Linked DNA regions of Zea mays: region 2 is linked to region 1. A link is a contact called in public Hi-C data. All regions are on one chromosome and are shown on one strand. Each heading gives the region's core, a stretch centred on a gene start, on an enhancer-like site or on the middle of the called end of the contact. The rest is flanking DNA. Distances are from core to core; before and after follow the strand shown. Region 1 has its middle 56 kb from the start of LOC111589765. Region 2 holds the start of LOC100281562 (ubiquitin-protein ligase).

Region 1 (7,344 bases), core at 3,056-5,555:
TCGCAATGAAGATGTGTCGGTCTCGTAGTAGACCACCTACCACATCCTTTACTCCTTCTTGTTGAACTTGGAGGAGCCTTGGGAATATTCCTTCTTTTCTTGTGATGGCCCTTTTCTCCTAATGGCCCTTTTCTTCGTGCCTCTCTCCCGAAGGCATCTTCTCGTTCTTGTCGGAGACTTCTCCTGACATCACTACAAGTTCTTAGCCTAATGAACCGCTGGGCTTTGATACCAATTAATAGGTGAAACCTGAAATTTTTACAACAACTAGAACCTCGGTTAGGCATTAGAATGAGAAGTCAAACGATCGAAGAGAGGGAGAGTTGTTCTTCTTGCTACATTTGTTCAAATGATTGCGAAATTACTTGAGGGGCTACTTAAATGATATAGAATCAAGCACAAGCAAGAGAACAAAGAGAAAGGGGGAGGAAGAAATAAATCACAATCAAGAATCAACACAAAGAACATGGGTGATTTGTTTCTTGAGGTTCGGTTCAGAAGAACCTACTCCCTATTGTGGAGACTAAGGACAGGTCTCTTTCATCCCTTTCCCTCTCTCAAATGGTTACTTAGATCGGTTGAGTGCTTCTTCTCAATCTCAAAGGACACCAAGTCCCCATAAGGATCACCACACAATTTGGTGTCTCATGCTAGCTTTACAAAGAGTAAGAATGGGGGTGGGATGAGAATGAAACACAATCAAGAGCACAAGAACTTGAAACAACTCAAATTAAATCTCTCACACAAGGCACTCTTCTAATTCTAGCTCAAATCGATTGGATGTGGCACTTGTGTGGCTTTGAATGCTTTTGGAAGAGTTGCAATCAATGTATGGATGTTAGATGTTGATCTTGTGTCTTAAATGTGCTGGTTGGGGGTGTATTTATAGCCCCAACCACCCCACATAGCTATTGTTGTGAAGTGGAGAAAATTGCACTTTACCGCATCGCACCGGACCATGCACAATGATGGTCCGGTGGTGCACCAGACCCCTATCAGAATGTACTAACAGAGAGCCATTCTAACGGGAGAAGTCTTGTCAGGGTCATTGGACTGATCCGACGTGCCACCGGACCTCTGCCATGTCAGCCTAGCCGTTGGAGTAAATGACGATTGTTGCTCTGTTAGACAGTCCAGTGCACCACCAAACTAGGTCGGTGTGCCAACCCCTCTTCGGCCGAAAAACATCCTCTCTAGTAAACTAGTCCATTGACACACCGGACCAGTTTGGTGCTCCTCTGCCCAGACCAACTTTGTTAGACTTGTCCATTTCTTCTTCAATTGTGTTTGGGTACACATGAGGTTGGTCCTATGACTTAGACAAATATATCTAGTGACTTTCCAATCAATCTAAGTCATGAAACATAGTTGTTTTAATTTCTTCAACTCATATTCCTTCTCTACCTCAAATTGGCTCCAAAAGATTGAATTGTTGAAACTGAGCTATCCAACCACTTTAGAGGAATCAAATATGTTCCTAGGGGTGTTTAGAACTTATCCAAGGTATAGAACTATTGTGAGTTCTTCTATTCCAAGTAATTACCCTCTAAGGCTCGATTTGAGTTGTTTTCTGACTAAGAAGCATATATATTGATCTTATGAACCCATGACATACTTTTCAAACCAGTTAGTCCAAATGCTTGTGATGGTCATCAACCACCAAAACAAGTGTAGAAATGGATTAAGCCCCATTTTTTTCACAAGTACGAGGCCTTGTCAATCACGAGTATTAGCAACTGATATTGAAAGGGGATCTTTTGAGAGTTTTGATCAAAACAAAGTTTGATTTGTAAAATCCAAGGTTTTGACTTAAAAGTTAGAAAAATGAGTTCGATTGCAAAATTCAAAACGAGTGGTGGCTAAATGATCCAAATATGCCAAATTATTTTCTATACCTATTAGATTTAGTTCATTGAATTGAATTTCTTTGGATAATTCAAATTTGAACTGCAAGTCACTCAAATAATAGAAAACAATAATTGCAAAAATGATATTCATGTTATTGAGCACAAGTTCAGGCCTTGTTTAGGAACAGATCAGAAATTTTGAACATCATGATCGTGAAACATGACCGAGAAGTTGTGATCCAGTTGCTTTAAAATTGTATTAAACACAAACAAAATCGTTAGAAAATCATGAAACTTGTTGAGATGTCATGATATCATATGTAAAATGTGATTAAAAAAATTGACAGCGTTTCGTGAAAGCTGTCACGTACAATGTATACAAACCTAGCCGGCTTTTATAGAAGTTTCATGATTTCATGTGAAGGTCGGCTAGGTTTGTACATATAGTACGTGACAACTTTCACAAAACGCTGTCAAATTTTTATCACATCTTATACATATGATATCATGGCGGCAGGGACTGTTGAGTACGACTTACACTCTTTCGTGGCCTATTCCTTCGACCACTACTCTGTCACCCCCGATACAGTAGATCGGGACGATAGGGAATTCAACAACAAGGTGAAGCTGGTGAAGCAGGTAGTCTTTCTTACACTATATTGTTTAATATGTCACATTTGTTACACATTATTGAAATAATGTATAGATACATCGTGTTTGTATGCAGAATTTCTTCAGATGCGTGGATGGATGTGGTGGCTACCATGTGCTATAAGAAGCTCGTCATGGACATGCAGTATAAGGCGCGCATCCAGGCCATCATAACTTTCCACACATCTGTCCTTGGAGAGAAGGTGAGTAAAAAGGACGCTAAAACCATGTCATTGACTTGGGACCAGTACTTGCAGGTAAATATAGAGCATTAATATTGATATTAAATATGTTTAGTTTTATCTTCTGATATATCATGTACTTGATTTCCTGTAGATAATTCCTTATTAGTGCGTCGAGCATCCTAAGTGATGGAATAAGATGATGCAAAGGTGGTGCTCCAACAAGTGGGACGAGAGACACAATGCTTGTTGGGACAGGTGTTTGATGATGCAAGGTGCCTCCCACCACCAAGGCGGTCGTAGCCTCACCAAATATGCAGAAGCATGGGTACACAATTTCTTTTATTCAGTCTAACTTTTGATTATGTATGATTTCTAACCATCTCGGTGGTTTTCTCACGGTCAGCGTCACATGGTGGCCAGCCTTGCTCCATCTTCTCAGCGTATGCTATGGCCCACAAGGTCAAGGCGACGTCCGACTTCACCAACAACCTGGAGGACGAACCTAAGGCGTACAACAACCCCATCGTCCACAGTCACCTCAGTGAGTACACTATCGTGTCAAAGGAGGTCCATGGACTAGAAGACGATCCGAGGACCGAGATGTTTCATTACATGCAGAGCTATGGCGTCGCATCAGATTTTGTTCTACCACCTCTGTGTTCCCTACAGCTGAACCTCCTTAGTTTTTTACTCCTAGGAGTATGAAAATTTTAGTCGTGTATGATATATATTCATCTGGTCTCACACATGAAATCTCTTCTCTGTGCAGAATCAATCGGCAACATCAAACAACCCTCATGCATCGCCCAACCTTTCTTCGAACTAGTCAAACTGGCCACCTCGCTGATTTTCTTCTGAACTTAGTTGTGAGACTTGTTTATGGCATACATTGGGTGTTTGTGGACTTATTTCTGTGAGTACTTGTGAGTTTTGTTAACTATTTTGTGATACATGTGGCTTTTGTGATCTTTGTGAAGAAACTTGTGATCTTTGTGGTCTTTGTGAGATATGTGGTGTCTATGATGTATGTGATGATTCTATAATATTTATGATATATATGTAATAGTTTTGTGATATATCTTTTGTTTGTTTAAATGGAATAATAAAAACAAATAAAAATGAGGTCTCTGGTCACTTTGTCGAGTATCGCACTCGGCAAAGGGTGCCTTTTTGAGTGCAATGATCAGAATACTCAGCAAAGAAAGCACACATGAGAACCGGTAAAGCTTCTTTGTCGATAAACTGTTCATCAAGTCCTCTTTACCAAGTGTTATCGATGCTTTGTTGAGTGACTGCACCACTCGGGAAAGAACTCTGCTCCAAAAGTGATTTGAATGGATATCAACATCTTAAATATTCAACTTCGAGTATACGGATACGTATCGAATATTGAATACCTAGACTCGATACGGATCGAATCTCAGCATTTTTAAACGAGAATCGCATTCAAATGCAGATAGATAATAATGTCTGTATCGCTTTACCTCTCTAGATTTAACGTGCTCGAGGGGGAAGGAACTCAGGAAGAGAATAATCACGTGACTGGTCTAGTTCGACGCAAAGTATGGCTGTTATCTATTGGGCCTGAGTTAATCGAACAACTATTGAATCCTCCATCCGGCCATTGAGCCCAACTAGCCAACCCGTAGCCACTAACCCAATCCATGAATCGCTGCAACGGTCACTGACCTGGAACATTATTTAAGGCATACAGTTTGATATTAGTAGGATGTCAAAATACCTGCTAACGAAACTCTACAGACATTATGTATGACTTCAATGGATTGTCAGCTACGCAGTTATATTATTCAAATACAAACAAAATTGCAAGGCTGTGAAGATTATTTCTTCTAACTTATCTTTATGCAATGTTGTACTCTATTTTCTTTTCTCTATATATGCATGTTTTTTTTGTTTTTGCAAAACAGTATCATTAAAGTTTTAATCAAACAATATGCATATAAATATATATCATATATATGCTTGATTAGATAGCGGTTTTTTTTGTCAGACCCAAGTTATTTTAGTGGACTGTATCATACTCAAATTAGATATGACCATAATAGCTTAGGGATGATTTGGTGGGAGAGTAATTAGAGAAGATTTATGAGGAGGAATTTTCTTACTATTCAAATTTTGAATAACAATAAAATTCCTCCCCTGTGGATCCACTCAAATTCCCCTTCCACCAAACCAGGGCTAGTTTGGAAGCGAGAAAACCAGAGTGAATTGAAGTCTAAAATCTCCGTCTTATTCAAAATTTAATAAAAGAGAGATTTTATCCCTCTAATCCCCTCTGTTTTTTTATCCTAAACTAGTCCTTATCGTGCAGGCTATCTAGGTGGAAGTTATATAGCCATCTATACGGATCTCTATAAACATTCTATACGACTTCAATGCATTATCACCTATGCAGACGATGCCACTTATATTATTCAAATACAAACCGACTTCGAAGTTTCAAGTGAAGATTATTTCTTTTAACTTAGTCTTTATATAATGTTGTGCTCAGTTTTCCTATATGTTTTTTCTCACAAAATATATCATTAGTGTTTTAATCAAGCAATATGTAAATAAATATATATATCATACCTAATATTTCCCCATCACGGTTTCCAAGAGGGTTCAGGACATGATATACTCCCTCCACAGTTCTAAATTAGAAGTCGTTTTGGACAAGGTTTGAGTCAAAGTTATAAAACTTTGACTACAAATAACTATTTTGTTATTTAGTTTTAAAATCTAATAATCATGTGTATCTATTTATCTTAAAAAGTTTTTTTTACAAAAATATATCTCTCCTACTCCTTAAAAGATTAGTGTAGACGTCCACAACACTTGGTGCACGGTTCTGCCATCGCACCCGTACGCGATCTCAGCCGAGGATCCCACCCTCCTCCCCCACGCAGAATCCGCCGCGAGGTCTCCGCCGCCCTAACCACACCCTTCCATCCATGATTCTTGCAGACGCGTCCTCTGCCCCAAAATCTCGTCGACGTGGCTATGGTGAGCATGCCTTCTCGAACCTGGGGTTTTGACCCCTCGCCCGGCTGCAGTGGTGCCGTGCTCCCCAGATCTACCGCGCGCGCGTGCCCGGATCTGGCCCGACGAACAACGGATCCCTCTCGCGTGCGCAGCGCCGACACGAGGTCCTCCTTGGGCAGCAGCAGGGGCTGCTCCAGGAACCGCACGTCCTCCAGGTTGCAGTCCGCCTCGGCCTCCGCGAAGTAGACGCCGTCGGTGGTGCAGCGGATGGCGGGGCGCCCTGGCTGCTCCCCATCCATGATGCGCCCCGCCAGCGGGTAGAAAAAGGCCAGCGCCTTGGCCAATGCCGCCCGGATCACGGCCGGGGCCTCGCCCGCGCCCAACAAGCGGCAGCGTCTCCTCACGGCCAGGTACCCACGCCAGCTCTGCCGCGTCTCCTCAGGCGTCGCCGAAGCCGGCTTCACGGGGCCCTCCGAGATCCGCGTCACCTTGAACCCCGCCATGCCCGACGACCGGCTTCACCGTGCCCCCGCCCGACCCCGCGACGCAGTCCCCAGGTCCCTCCGCTCCTCGAAAACCTCTCCCTCCCCCCGCCTCGCGTTCGGTGTCCCGTCGTCCCGGTGCGCCGTTGACGATGTCACACATAGGTGCAGATGAGCCATCTCCTGCACACACTACCCCTCCCCTCCATCCTCCGATCTAACTTCTCGACCGTCGAAGACCCTGCCAGCTCTGCCGCAGCTAACCCTAATGAGTGATCGTTCAACGCTGTTGTGGCATCTCGTGTCTTGCATGTGGTTTGCTACGGATTTCATCGAGCTCACCAAATTTGTGCCTGCTCGATCGATCTATTGCAGATGAGATCGCCAAGAACTTCCCCAACCTGTTGGACTAGCCCTTGGTGTCACTAGTGTCGTCGACCGAGCCCGCGGCGACTAGGCCGCTAAAGGTCGGTGTCGTGATCTCTGGTGGACAGACGTCGGATGACCACAATGTCATCTGTGACATCTTTGGTGAGTATTTGTTTGCTTCCTAAGCTTTTTAATAAGATAGGCACCAATTATAGATTTACATGTCATGAATGTTCAATGAGCGCCATATTCGTTTCTCTAAAATAGCATAACTGAAATACTAAGTGTGATGCTGCTAGGCTGAGCCGGATACTCAGGGAAAAGTAATTTGGGATTGAGATGAGCCGGATACAAGGTCTACCTGGTGGGAAGAGAAACAAGGTATGTGCAATCTCATGTCGTTCCAGATACAGTACTAATGAAAGTGCAGCATTCGATGCATGCTAACAATTAAAAGCTATGTAGAAGTTCAGAAAAAACGTGTAACTTTTAAAAAGATGTAAATAATTTATAATATCAGTTATATATCAATATATTATATGTTTTATGAAAATGTATGTATATATATATATATTTATCCCAAATACATATGTATGAATGAAAGGAGTAAGAGCTACAGTGGACTATGATAGTTCACCATATATACCTTCTTGTCGTCAGCATTGCAATTGTTTTAGGAATGAAGATCCATATAGATATTGTGGTGTGACTGCATTTAAGGACCAGTTAGTGAATAGGTTGAACCTATAGGTATATACATCTGTGGTAGTTGACTTTATCTCTTGTCATCAATATTATAATTGTTTTAGGACAGTTTAGTGAATA
Region 2 (7,344 bases), core at 1,234-3,733, 220 kb after region 1:
CGTGGACACTATCATTTCAACTCTTAAGAATCAAGGCTCTATACATTGTGGTGGCAAGTTCTTTCATGTGCGATGTGCAGCTCATATTATTAACCTCATTGCTCGAGATGGTGTGAGCACAATTTTAGCTGTTATTGCAAACATCCGTGCATTGGTCGTTATTGTTAAGAGCTCACCATTGCAAGAAGAGACATTTTTAAAGCAAGCTGCTGACCTAGGTGTAACAGAAAGGGGCCTTTCTTTAGATGTGTCCACTAGATGGAATTCAACCTACTTAATGTTAGCAGACGCTCTTCACTTCAAAAAAGTGTTCCAAAGACTTGTTCTACTCTTTCCTGATAAATATGGTTCACATGCTCCTACAAGAGAAGAATGGGACAATGCTGCTGCATTGTGCAACTGTTTGGAGATATTTTATGAAGCCACTAAACTCCTCTCAGGGTCTCATTATCCAACAGCAAACTTATTCTTTTTAGAATTTTGTGAAATTAACCTCAAGATTATTGACTGGCTAAAAAGCAATGATAGTTTTGTTGCTTCTATGGCAAAATCAATGAAGGAAAAATTTGACAAGTATTGGGAGATGAGCAATACTGCTCTAGCTGTTGCATGCTTCTTAGATCCTCGGTACAAGATGAAAGTGGTCGAATTTTATTATTCTGAGATGTCAGAAGATTATGGATTTGATGACACATATGAATTCAAAAAGGTTCTTCAAAAGATTTATGATTCTTATGCCACTACATATGGTTCTTCTACAACCAACTGTGTCCAACAAACTGAAGGTAGAACTGTTAGAAATAGTAGAACTTCTCATTTCTTTATGGATTTAAATGAGGAGCCAAGGAGAAAAAGACTAAATTCATTTCTAAGGGACAACATGGAATTGGGCCAAGATCAAACTGAGCTAGAGCAATATAGCAAAGAACCATTGCTTAGTTGGAAAGATAGTGACCACTTTGACATATTGAGTTGGTGGAAGGCACATGGCACAAAGTATCCAAACCTTTCTCAAATGGCAAGGGACGTTTTGGCTATTCCAGCATCAACAGTAGCATCTGAATCTGCATTCAGTGCTGGAGGAAGAGTTGTTAACAAGTATCGTAGCCGTTTGGACCCTCAGGTGGTTGAGGCACTTATTTGCACCAAAGATTGGATTAGGGCTTCAAACAAAGGTATTTTCAGTGCCACATTTGTCACTACTGCATGCTGGTTTTCCCATTGCATGCATTACTCTCTGATGATATCCCCATGCGATTCTTGTATATTTATTTCAGACCCAAAAGATTTATTCTCAAACGTTGATGACTTAGCTGGTTCTGGTGTTAATGCTACACTCCAGGAAGATGGAGGTACAATATAATAACTATTTAGCTATACTTCATGCTGTTAGTTTAGTTGCACAATTTTTTTATACACATCATCATGTGTGTTGTAGGTGCTACTGATGCTGCTGAAAGCATTGTTGATGGTGACAACCTTGTTGATCTAGAAGAAAGATAGGGTTGTTCTTTCTTTAGGTGAGTCCTAATACTTTTTGAGTGTTTTCATTAGATAAATATTTCCACTTTGCTAGTATAATATTTTTTATCTAGTATAAAAAATATTGCAGAACATATTGTTGAAAATTCTCATCATTTCTTTAGGTGAGAGTGAGATGTGCTTGACTGCTTGGAGCTGGAACTTGCTGTTCTCCCACATGTTGAGTGCCTTCTATAGTGTTTCCAATGCTAGAATTGTGTTTTTCAATTTTGATTCACCTGCTGCTTATTTTGGGGCAGTGCTACTGCGGCTGGTGCTGTATTCATCGTGAGAGAAAAATACAGTAGTGTGTGGTAAAACTAGCAGCCAAATAGAATTATAATTTACAAGTGGTTGCTTTTGTATCCATCGTGAATGAGATGTACTTTAATGTGGGACTTTACATCAGTGGTTGCTGCTATTTAACTTTATCTCATTTTAACATGGTAGTTAGTTAGTTACGGTATGAAGTATGAAGCATTTATCACTCATGATTTATGTTTGTATTGATCAGAGAGTATATGTAGTACTTTGATTTTAGTTTGCCTTGGTTGTTGATGAACTCATAACAAATATTTTCTTTGTTATGATTGAATTATATGATGTTTGTAATGGATTTAACTATATAAACATCCGGGTGTGAATCCGTATTCGAGATATCCATTTTGTATTCGTATTCGATAACATTCGTATTCGTATTCGTATTCGAGTTAAAATATGGTAAATAGTGCTATCCGGATTCGTTTCCATCCGTATCCGACCGAAATCCATCCCTATATGCAGGAGCGGTTGGTGCTGTTCCAGTCTTATCCCAACAACTTCCGCCGCCATCGCAGGAACCGCCTGACTATCGCCTAACACGTGTCAGCACATCCACGTGGCATGATCCCAAGCCTCTGCCTTTGCCTCGCAACACGTGTGCCACCTCCTCTATAAATATCGGCTCTAGCGCTACGAATTACGGCTACCTCTAAACTTCTCTTCCTACTTTAACCGTTTAATGTGCCCCCTTCTTCCCGTTACGATTACCAGCGTCACCGCCAATGCCGCCGCCTCCACCAACGGGCGAACCGAAGCGCCGCCGGCTGCTATCCCTCATGGCAGTCTACCCATGCGAGAGCATCGCGCCGGCGCCTCTGTTCAGCTCGCTTCTCGCACTTGCGGCCGACTTGGCGAGCCAAGGGCTCGGCGCCGACGCCGGCGCCTTCCCTGTTCTCCGGCGCGGCTTACGGCAGGCAGTGCGGATTGCAGGCCTCCTCCTCGCGTTTCTGGAGGAGGTCCAAGACGTGTCAGTGACGAAGACGGCACCTCTGCCATCATCGGCGGTGCTGGGGCTCACGGAGCTGCACGTGGCCATGCAGAAGCTGCGGTTACTCCTCACGGACTGCGCGCGACGGGGCGCGCGGCTGTGGGTGCTCGTGAACGCCGGATTGGCCGCGTCTGAGCTCAGGGTGATTCTCGGGTCCGTCGCTGCGGCCATGGACGCGCTGCCGAAGGACGTCGTGGACGCGTCCGTGGAGGCCGGGGAGCTCGCGCGGCTCATGTCGGAGCATGCGTGGCGCGTGGCCGTGCGTCCGGACGCCAGTGACGAGCGCGCGGCGAGGAGCGTGCGGTCGATACTGGAGCAGTTCAAGAGCGGCGTCTCGCCGGACGCCGAGGACGCGAGGCGGGTGCTAGAGCACATCGGGGTTAGAAGCTGGACCGAGTGCTCCGAGGAGATTGCCTTCCTGGAGGACGAGCTGCGCACGCGGTTGGACGGCGCAGGCGGCGACAGCAGCAGCGACGCGGTGCTCATCAACAGCTTAATGGCAATCCTGGTGTACTGCCGTGTCGTGCTGTTCGACCAGACCGACGCGAATCCAAAAGCGGACGCGGCGTCACGGCCGGCGAGGTGCCCGGACTGGCTCAGACCGGAGATGTTGCAGTGCCCGATCGCGCTGGACCTCATGACGGACCCCGTGACTGTGTCTACTGGGCAGACGTACGACCGCGAGTCCATCACCCGGTGGATCAAGGCCGGATGCCACACGTGCCCGGTCACCGGCGAGCGGCTCCGCACCGCCGACGTCGTGCCGAACGCCGCGCTGCGCGGGATCATCGAGCGGATGCTGCTCAGCAACGGCGTCTCGCTTCCGGACCCAAGCAGCTCAGGGCACCGTCACGGCGCGCTCGGCAACACAGCCGTGCCATTCGGGCCGGCCGCCGCGGGCGCGGCCCGCCTCGCCGTCGCCTACGTCGTGGCCCAGCTCTCGATGGGCTCGACGGCGGAGCGCAGGAAGGCGACTTGCGAGGCCCGCAAGCTGTGCAAGCACAACATGTTCTACCGCGCGTGCCTCGTGGAGGCCAACGCCGTGCCGTGGCTGCTGTGCCTCCTGTCCTCGACGGACGCGTCCGTGCAGGACAATGCGGTGGCGTCACTCCTGAACCTGTCGAAGCACCCGCGGGGCCGGGCGGCGCTCTTCGAGGCCGGCGGCGTGGGGCTCGTGGTGGACGTGATTAACGTGGGCGCCAGGGCGGAGGCGCGGCAGAACGCGGCGGCCGTCCTGTTCTACCTGTCGTCGAACGCGGAGCACGCCGAGGAGATTGGGCGCATCCCGGAGGCCATCCCGACTCTGGTGCAGCTGATCCGCGATGGAGCGCACCGCGGGCGCAAGAACGCCATGGTCAGCCTCTACGGTCTGCTCCAGTGCGCGAGCAACCACGGCAAGGCCGTCGGGGCTGGCGCCGTGTCGGCTCTCGCGGGCCTCCTGTCCGGCGACCGGGACGACCTCGCCAGCGACGCCGTGACGCTGCTGGCGAGGCTCGCGGAGCAGCCGGCGGGCGCGCAGGCCGTGCTGGCGCGGCCGGGCCTGGTCGCCCGCGTCGTCGAGGCGCTCGCCACTTCGGCGTCCCGGTCGGGGAAGGACCACTGCGTGGCCCTGCTGGTCTCGCTGTGCCGGCACGGTGGGGACAAGGTGGTGGCCCTGCTGGGGAGGATGCCGGGGCTGATGTCGTCGCTGTACACGCTGGTGGCCGACGGCAGCCCGCAGACGTGCAAGCGGGCCAGGGCGCTGCTCAACCTGATCCACCGCCATTACGAGATGGACGGCCAGCAGCCGACGTCGGAGGTGCCCGGCGAGCGTGTCGTTCGCGTGCTATAGCCGCAGATTCCGGACCTGCCGTAAGTACAGTAAATAGGTGTAGATCTTTACGGTGTGCCATTTGAGACCATTTCTTGTTTTCTGTTCTCAGCTCGTGTTTTAGAAGAGCTGAGAACGATTTTTGCTGCTTCCGTTTTGAAGACTGCTGTAGTCACAGACACACACACAGACGCGAGAGTATAGATAAATATGTTTGCGAGCTTGAGACTTATAGCAGATAATGAAAGTGTGACAGCATGGGATTACTGTTTGCAACGCTTTCGTGTGTACATACCAGTGAAATGTTTTGGTTTGTGTTAGTAATGAGGGGATTTGAGTTAAAAATAAAACAACAGCTCACCGCCCGGCCATGCTTGGTTCGTTTTCAAAGCATGTCAAATTTAAACTTAACAGATCATCATTTTTTTTTCTGTTATTTTGGCTTGCTACCAAAATTTACTAACCTTTCATGTTTAGCTTACTAGACTATAGCAACCTTTTGTACTCAGATTTTACTTATTATTATTATTATTGACACGGCAAAATTTCCATGTGTTCTCAACAGTTTTGTTGGAAATTAAAGAACGTAAGCATGGTAAAGAACACTCAGTAGAGAACAAGGTGATGTACCATATAATTTTCATTACAACCACAAAGCCCGTCTAGCTCAGTTGGTAGAGCGCAAGGCTCTTAACTTTGTGGTCGTGGGTTCGAGTCCCACGGTGGGCGTTTTCTGTATTTTTTTGTTTTTATCGCTGTTTATTTCGTTCGTTCGCTTGTTCTCGTCCAGATTTTTTCTTTTTTGTCACTGATTTATTTGTCCGTCTAAATTAATTTCTCATCTATATTGTTTTCCGTTTCGTTTTTGTCACTAATTTATTTACAATTGGATCTATACCATTAAAAGATCCAAACTTTAGATATATACCATGGACCCTACATGTCATTGACTCATGTGGACCCACATGTAAGTGAGATAGTAATGGTATGGATCCAAAGTGGTGATCTTTTAATGGTATGGATCCAAATTCCCCTTTATTTATTCATCTAGATATTTTTCGTTTATCCGGAGCACAGCAGTGGCCTCAAGCCGTCAACACTTGTTTGCTCAGCTAACGTACTGTGGCCTGTGGGCGTTAATGATATTTCCTTTGAAAAACGTAAACGCTTCTGTCACTGACTTGTTTATCCGTCTAGATTATTTTTTCGTCTATCCCTCGGGCACAGCAGATGTGCAGCAGAGTCAACACCCCGCTGCCCTAGTTTTTGCTCAGCTGGCAACCTCACGCATAGCAGAGCTGCAGTGGAGTCCGGCCCCTGTACGCATCACAGGCAACCGATTCCTAACGCTAATCATACCTCATACCGCTGTTGCGCCCAGCACAGCAGCAGCAGCATCAACGCGGGCGACGTAAGTGCTACGATGACGACTAGTTGCTTCACACAACAGCGCTAGTCGGCAAGGCAACGAGCCCAGCCCAGCGCTGACACCGCGGGCGCGAGGTGCGTGCGTTGCCTCCGGACCTGACGGCCTCTGTGGCTCTCTGCCTCTCTGTCCTAGTGTCCTTGATTGGTGTTATTGTACAGTACTTGTAGTACTTGACCACGCCGGCGCACGTAACGTCAGCGTGCGTGCTGTGCTGGCTAGATCCACATCCACCGTTAAACAAACAAACAAACGAACCGTGTCAGCCGGCAGTAATTGGTGCTTGTCGCTTTGCTCGCCCAGCCCGTCCAATCTGCTTTGCACGCAGAGCCGACGATGACGTGCCCCGCTCTCGTGCCAGCGATCGAGCGGCCGCGGTCACGTGAACGCGCCAGGGTTAATTAGCGAGTTATATAGTTAGCGAATGGGGGGTTAGCGCCGTTGGTTATGCCTGCCTGGCATTGACTGAGCTGCGTGACAACGTGAGGTCTCTCACCTCGGAGTAGGAGGCTGCTGCTCTCGTCTCGTGATCGGATTGAAAATATGCCTGGGCGGTGGCGGTGGCCCCCTTCCTCAGAACCGTTTCGGAGCTGAACCGGCGCCGCACACCGGCGGCTTCGTTGCTCGATCCGAGGCCTGCTACCTGACTACCGATATCTGTTTCAAAACCACACAAGTGGATGCGGTTTCTAGGGTATGGGCGTATGGCTCAAAGTGAAGATGAACAATACAATACGAGGAAGATGATGATCATGATTAACCATTCATCTCATCTGCCCAAGAAGACGAAGAAACAATCCAACGAGTTGAAAAAAATGATGAAGATGATATGCAAGGTTGATCTGACACCATGTTCAATATCTCTACAGAAAAAAAATGATGCATCAAATGTGCGTAGAAAGGTCACAATCAAGATAATTAACCAAACAAGAAGAAAAGGAGGGAAAAAGACCAAAATCTAACTCCAATCAAAAACTTGATGGTTCATCAAGTGACACTTGTACAAAACAGCTCTATGCCCGCGGTGGACGCTAATTTCTACATACGGTTTTCAGTTATCCCGCGCTAGTGGAAGTAAAATGGCTGGCCTGACTACTGCTCTATGTCGCGCCAGGGAAATCATGCATTTCCATTGGCGGTTGGCTTAAAGAACCACAAGCATAACTGTTTCTCGCAGCCACCTTCCATTGGAGCCTGTTTTGGAGATCTAGATTTCACAAAATATAAGGGTAAAGGTCTTGATCTTCATTTTTTGGAAGAAGTTTGCTAAGAAAGGTC

What was found. Hi-C and Micro-C count contacts between places; a contact is called where the count stands out from the background.
Region 2: a Hi-C map of leaf shows a contact between it and region 1, with 5 times the contacts expected there. The contact joins the promoter of LOC100281562 here to the enhancer-like site in region 1. A contact is called at or near these places in 2 of 25 Hi-C or Micro-C datasets (ear and leaf).

What each region holds. Positions count from the first base shown.
Region 1 is chr7:108,334,251-108,341,594 of Zm-B73-REFERENCE-NAM-5.0, forward strand. No RefSeq gene overlaps it. Among protein-coding and RNA genes, the nearest start is that of LOC111589765, 56 kb to the right of the region's middle. Within about 2 kb of position 4,306, at least 5 of the 20 cell types and tissues checked have an H3K27ac peak or open chromatin away from gene starts, as enhancers often do. A contact at or near this core is called in leaf, where this site is marked.
Region 2 is chr7:108,553,087-108,560,430 of Zm-B73-REFERENCE-NAM-5.0, forward strand. It overlaps LOC100281562 (ubiquitin-protein ligase), which reads left to right and starts at 2,484. Exons shown (of 1, transcript NM_001154481.2): 1 at 2,484-4,999. The coding sequence starts at 2,565. The coding sequence ends at 4,661. TRNAK-CUU (transfer RNA lysine (anticodon CUU)) reads left to right here and starts at 5,297; the gene lies at 5,297-5,369.